Regions from separate parts of the Arabidopsis thaliana genome. Here region 2 is linked to region 1. Evidence: chromatin contacts called from public capture Hi-C data. All regions are on one chromosome and are shown on one strand. The core of a region is the stretch at or near the end of the contact, and the rest is flanking DNA. Distances in the headings are between cores, read along the strand shown. Region 1 holds the start of AT1G47480 (alpha/beta-Hydrolases superfamily protein). Region 2 holds the start of AT1G47765 (F-box and associated interaction domains-containing protein).

Evidence for each region. Capture Hi-C pulls out chosen DNA fragments and counts their contacts.
Region 2: a contact with region 1 is called in a capture Hi-C map of seedling, with 1.8 times the contacts expected there. A contact is called at or near these places in 1 of 26 Hi-C or Micro-C datasets (root) and 1 of 3 other capture datasets (seedling).

Annotation. Positions count from the first base shown.
Region 1 is chr1:17,415,216-17,418,761 of TAIR10.1, forward strand. AT1G47480 (alpha/beta-Hydrolases superfamily protein) reads left to right here and starts at 2,277. Exons shown (of 2, transcript NM_103640.3): 1 at 2,277-2,748; 2 at 3,478-3,546. The coding sequence starts at 2,408.
Region 2 is chr1:17,574,036-17,577,743 of TAIR10.1, forward strand. It overlaps AT1G47765 (F-box and associated interaction domains-containing protein), which reads right to left and starts at 2,057. Exons shown (of 2, transcript NM_103670.1): 1 at 1,695-2,057; 2 at 871-1,665. The coding sequence starts at 2,057. The coding sequence ends at 871.

The DNA.
Region 1 (3,546 bases), core at 1,027-3,526:
AATCACTAAAAGATATTTGTTCATTAATTAATAGTTATATGTTACTAACTTCAACATTTAATAATTTTGTTTAAGATACGTTTATATTAAAGACTATGCTAATTTTACAAAGTTGTAACTTTAAAGATAACAACACTCTCTTTAAAGACTATGATCGAACATTACTGTAGATTTTGGGCAAACTTAAAGATAACAACACTCTCTTTTTTCTTCAAATTATTACAAATCAAAAATACTATATTAGACACAATACGATTACATGCATTGTTTTCACGCCTGATCCGGACCGTCCGGTCCGACATGGTAATCCGCTACCCGGACATTTTTCCTATTTGGGTTTAGAACTAATACTCGACAATCTAAAACCAGAAAAATCCACAAAAAAACCCTTCATTAACTTGCGATCTGGTGAAGCGATTAAAACAGGCCGGCTATGGGTTTTAAAATTTTCATTTGATTTTGGAATAGAATCTAGGGTTTCAAACTATATTCACTTATTTTTAGAACTTTTTCATCATTTAATGTTTTAGATTTGGTGAAGACTTCACAATCCCGCTTTTAAAGAATGAATAGAATTGTGAGAGAGAAAAAACAAAATTCATTATTTTAAATTCGTGATGTTTTCTTAGTTTATTTTCGTCATCAATGATCTCTAGTATTTCTGTTATGGTTTTAGATTTTAGTTGGACTTAAAAATAATAAATAAAATTTTAATTGATTATTATTGTTAGACTAAAATGACGATCGAATATTACAATGATTTAGTATTCATCAAATTTAATTAAAATTTAGTTGTTTATTATTGTTAGACTTTTGTTAAACTTGGTATTACTATTTTTATTTTTATTTAATATAAACTATATAACTTTTCTAAATATTAAATATATTAAATAATTTTTTTTTAATTGACTTGTGGTCAAACCCGGTTGACACAATGGCCAAGTGGCCCCAAAAGGCAGTCCGATTCTTCGTGTGGGTTGGGTTTAAGAACCATGTTATTATTTTATTTTGTTATCGAAATTAATCGAACTTTTTGGTTTTCTGGTCAAAATTGAGTTAAATAGGGGTAAATTTAGTTGATTGGGTTCGGTTAGTTTGAAAATAATTAATTAAAAAAAATGAAAAACAAAAAGGGTCGAGAGAGGTTAAAATGGTCGAGAGAGGTTAAAATGATGAAGACGGTAGCGTTGCGTGAGCACAAGTCGAGGATGGTTGTTTTTAATGCATTGTATTTTTATTTTTTAAATAACGTTTAGCTGTCTGAAAAAACAGAATGACATACAAAGAGTCCATCATCTATAATCTCTCTACAACTTCTGTGGATTATGTATCAATTTGACCATGTTTGACCATCTGAATAAAAAGGAGATTTGTGGAAAAAAATTCTTGTAGTCGTCTATTTTTATAACTTTATCCTTCATCTTAAAAGAATACAAAATAATTTTTTGAAGTAAAAAATAATTCACAATATTTGCAGAATAATTTTATAAAGTAAAAAATAATACATAATATTGCTATTGTTAAGTTTTCTCATATTTTTTAAAATTTGATAAGTAATATATCAATTCAAAGAACTCGAGACGAAAAGTTCAACTTACCTTTCTATTTTTGAAAATCAAATGTATGTGAACGAAAAAACGTTTATAATATATGTATAAAGCCTAAATTGCATATTATTTTTTACTTTGAAAAATTATTTCGCATTTTTCAAAAATAGAGAGTAATGTTACAAAAATAAACGACTTTAAAGCTTTTTTTGCACCAAACCCTAAAGAAAATCATTGTATTGTATCTAAATGAATTCCTTGAGAACTACCAAGATAATAAGAATATTGTATGTGGTCCATCACTCTATGTTATTGTAAGTGTCTATACATATAATTTGCAAAAAGTGATCCTCGTATGATTCATATCCGAGTGTAGACTATAAAACTCATGAAACTGTAGTCTCGTAGAAATTACAATAATATATCTAGAAGGTGATAAGTTATTTATGTTGTGGTACAGTGGGGAACCTATATTTGCATGCCCCAAAGGTACCAAATTCAATCCTTTTAACTACACTATTTTTTTTTTTTCTTACCCTTTTGATTAATAGGCTAAAATTTCACAATTAAACCTGAATATTATATTTGTACCTAAAAAACAAAAAAATGAATATTATATAGTTTTCGATTGGTTGGTGGCATCATTAAATTTTAGTTAGAAAGATCAAACACGTTGATCACTCGAGTCACCTAATCAAAACAAGTTAAACACGAATATTTTATTAGTCTCAATCTATCATTATTTCAATGCTGGTACCGAAAATCATCATTTAAACAAAAAGTCTTATATTGGCTCTCTCTTCAACTTTTAATTTTCTACCAAACATATACATCAAAGCTTGACTCTCTTTTTCTCTCCCATGGAATCAACAAAGAAGCAAGTCTCGTTGGAGCTACTTCCATGGTTAGTTGTCCACACCGATGGAACGGTAGAGAGACTAGCGGGAACCGAGGTTTGTCCTCCCGGTTTGGATCCAATAACCGGGGTTTTCTCTAAAGATATCATTATCGAACCGAAAACCGGTTTATCTGCCCGAATCTATCGACCCTTCTCGATTCAACCCGGTCAGAAGATTCCTCTCATGCTCTATTTTCATGGCGGTGCATTTCTCATCTCCTCCACTTCCTTCCCCTCTTACCACACCAGTCTTAACAAAATTGTCAATCAGGCTAACGTCATAGCCGTCTCTGTCAATTACAGGTATTAATCCGGTTTAAGTTGACTTGTTTCACCCAATTTTGAATGGTCCGGTCGCATTGGTTTAATGCCATCGCTGTCTTGTCAATAACGAAAGCTAATCCGGTTTACGTTGACTTATTTAACCCAATATTACATGGTCCGCTCGCATTCGTTTAATGTTGAATGCAAGAACGTATTGAATTTAAAACTCAACTAGGCATTTTTGTTGTTTTCGGTTTAGTTCGGGTTAAAATCGAAATAAAACCGAGTTATTAGATCATTTTAGCTTGGTTTGAAAATTTTGGTTCCATTTGGATTTGAGTTTGGTTGAAAATGCAAATTATAATATAAATATTTAAATTAATTATATATTTAGTAGTTAACTTTAGAAATATTTTGATTAATATGGTTAGATTACCAATGGTTGGCTTTGGTTTGATTTCATCCTTTATTAAACTTGGTTTTCTGCAAAACAACCATTCAAATCAATCTTGTTTGCAAGTTTACCTTCCAAGTATGAATTATGCAAGTCAATCCTACAATCTCAAAAGTCACCCGCAATACAGTCCTCCCGTGTAGTGATGACGTGGTACTCGATAACTCTTTTTAAAAACATAAGGGTTTTGAAAACTTAATATAGTTATAGAGAAATTGGGTTTGAGTTATTTTGGTTTGATTTGGTTGTTGTGTCCACCATAACAATAATCAAAATTGTTTTATATTATCTTTTTGATCAATTATTGGACATAGACTAGCACCAGAACATCCACTTCCTACAGCGTACGAAGACTCATGGACTGCGCTAAAGAATATCCAAGC
Region 2 (3,708 bases), core at 807-3,306, 160 kb after region 1:
TTGATGCCATTGATGCGTTTATCGAGCTTTTGTTTAACCTATATAATTATCTATGTTAAGCAGTATGATGTTTTTAAACTAAGAACTTACTTCTAAGAAGCAAGAGAGAGGAGAGACTTTAGAATTTAGAGTGTTTTGTCTTTGAGAGCTTGAGAAATAATGAGAGGCTGGGTCTCTTTATATAGTAGAGGAAAATAGGATTTTGTGAGAATATTCTCAGGATATGCATGACATATTTTGAGACTATCCTAAGAATATTTTGAGACTATTCTGAGAATATTTCCATAAGATTCAACTCAGCAAGCCCAATAACTCACAAGCATGACGGTCCGCAAGCCCGACAGCCCTTGAGTCGACGATGGGACGTCCCGACAACCCGCAGCCCGGCTCATCCTAGTTCGGTTCGGTTCGATCAGGTTTGGCCCAAGTGTCCCACTTTACACCCTTATTTCTTATTCAATACAACTCCGTTTTTGACGTATGAGTATACCATTTTGTAGTACTCTTTACCCGCTTTCCAATGCACTAATGTCCCGATAATTCCGTTCAGCCGTTTGGTCGAAATTTGGCGGAAAAGTCACCGGAAAGGTTTTGTCAAAAAAGTTCCAACAGGTATATGCGTAATCTTGGTGCAATTCACTTATAGGGCCCAAAAAGATAAATAAAAGTCTTTAGAAAGATAAGGATCGAGTTACTACTACTAAATGATTGATGTTGAATTTGTGAAATGCTGTAGGGAATTGGCAAGGGAGGAAGATGACACGTGATAGAATCAAAGTAAGGGATGAGAACTTATAAGAAAAAAAAATCATAATTAAACTTGCAAAAATGATCATTCTAAAGGAAGAACAAAAAAGAAAAAAATTAAAATTATTGCAAAGACATTTGACTCTCAACGTGATCCAAGAAAGCACAGAACGCAAATATAGGTCCATATGGATCTCCATTATTGACCCTAGCTTGGTCGTCTGCAATTTCTTTAAGTTCGAATCTTCTAAAGGTTTTTTTCACCGGATCAAAAAATAAAATATAATCCATCTTTCGAAACGTGGAAGATACGAAAATAAATTCACCATCATGAGTGCAACCTTTTAGTTGGAAAAAGGTTCTTAATCTTTCATCAAAGTGACCAAAAGGTGCAAGAATATCTTTACTCGACCACTTGTCTTTTTTTGCGTCCTCCAAAATGCACAATGCTATGTAATCATCCTTCGTGGTACGTTTTTCAACACAAGCTATCCTCCCCTCATAAGTTATGAGAATTTCCCTATAAATATCCGCATGTAATTTTATCATGTCGAATTTTTCAGATCTGACATCAAAACACATTAAAACCCAAGCATGTGTATGATAAACTTGAGCTATATAATATACAACCCCCTTGATGCATCGACCAGAACTCTGATAGTCAGAACAATGCTTATGGTACGTTTTTACCGTTATCCATGAGAATTCTTGAGCTGGTCCTAATGTTAACACTTGACATACATCAGAACTTCTTCTAAAAGGCAAGCACATTACTTTGTGTTTACCTTCAACTGGATCGTATCCTAGAAAAACTATTATATTATTCCAGCTTAATCTGGGTATGGGTAAAGTTATCAACTGTCTCTTGCTAGGGTTCCAAACTATCGGCATTTTTGATGTCTTAAAGCAGATCAAGCCCTGGACAGATTCCGTAGAGGAATAAATACTACATCCTTCTGGTAATTCCATATGATAACGATAAAGAGCTGAGAAGAAGAGTAAGACCTTTTAGAATTCTGAAGTGAATGAAGATGTTGCGGAATTGAGGACACAAACAACTTGTCATTTTCTATGAAGCAAACTAAAAGACTCGGCCGTGGGGACCGAGTTTCGAACAAGTTGATGAAATATGGATCGGTGGTGATTGATAACCAAAGCTTCGACACACAACGAAACCTCGCAATAGATTTCTCAGGTAGCCTTAAGAGTATCTCCGAGGTTAGATCCAGAGGAAGGGACGAAGCTGATTTTGATTGTGTTCTTTTACTTTTCGAGACTACTTTTCTCTTCTTCTGTTTTTGTTGCTCCATCTTTTGTAGTCAAAACCCTAATTTGTTCAGGCTGTGTTGCTTTCAACCTTTTCTCAATATATACATATATATATATATATATACGTACATCCTATGCATTAGGTTTTATTTTCTACTTTTATTATTTATTTGAAGATCTTATATGATAAATAAGGGTTTGTTCAAAAAAAAAAAAAAAATGATAAATAAGGGTTCTCCTTCAAACTTATACTTTGAGAAGTTGACATGTAGCACTTTTCCTTTTGACATTTGTCATTTCTTTTATACTTAAATCCAACATTTATTTTTATCTGATTTGATTGTATCATTATATATTAAAAAATTCAAAAGTTTTAAATCAAAAAGAAATATACAATGATTTGTTTTCAATATATTTAATATCATTATATTGAATATCTATGAGAGACACATTCTTTGTTATATTTATAATAAAACAAACTTAATATTAAGTAAATTTATAAATAATTACTTTAAAACATATCTTATATTCTAATAGTTTTAGCAAACTATTTTGCAATGTCTTTTTAGTAATTTTGTTTTTAATGATTTGTCATTTATTGATATTCAAATACAGAGAATTTAAATTATGATTTCACAAAAACAATTATATGTATAAGATATCAAAGAAGCAATTTCCTTTGGCATCATTATATTTTAATTTGAATTGACTTTGTAATAAATACAAAATATAATGTGAAGAAGAAAAAAAAAAACAAAAATAATAAATATTTATAACATAAAAAGATATAAAAACAGTAAAAACTAATGAGAATGAAAAATATTAATTTTAATTTTTAATCAACTAACTGAACACTATACATCCATTTGCTTCTAACTAAGTCGTTCGTCCGCACTATACGTTGTTACAAGATCCATTTGCCATTCCCCATTTTGCCAAAACCTACAATTAAAACTCAATAATTTATAGCCTTGTAGTCACGTAAACCCTCATAAATGGCTAAATAATAGAGCACTTTCAGAAATTTATTTTTAAGATCAAATTTCTTTGATAAGATACAGAGAAAATTGTCCTTTCAAGCTGCATGATCTCCGGTAAAATATGAGATATGATACTATTTATCACCGGATTGCATAAAACATTTTGTGATTTGTCTGGATAACTATTTAATTAACGTGTTAACTAATTCATTGCGATAAAATTTTATATATTATGTGTTAAATGCATATTTATCGTGTTAAACCAGTTATCATATCATATAAATTAATGTGAAATATCAATTTAAAATTTTGAATTATCATTTACTTTATTTATCAAACAATTGGGTAAAAATATATATAAGTTAGATGATTATCTACTGGATTACTATGTTAACAACCAGGTTAAATCATAATGTATCGCGGTAACTTTATAAATATGAGATAAATTAGTATTTATCGTGTTACCTCAATTATTATATCATAAATAAATATAACGAGTTACATATAATATAATATTCGTGTAGATAATTATTTAATTAACATGTTAACTACTACAATATCGTAATAGATTATAAATTATGTGTTAACTATTCATTTATCATAATTTAAAACAATGGTAAATAAAATTGTAACGGACTAATATTTCATTTAGCAAAGTATCTCACCATTTTTCTAAATGACGTTTGATTACGAGAAAATTTTGATTGAATCG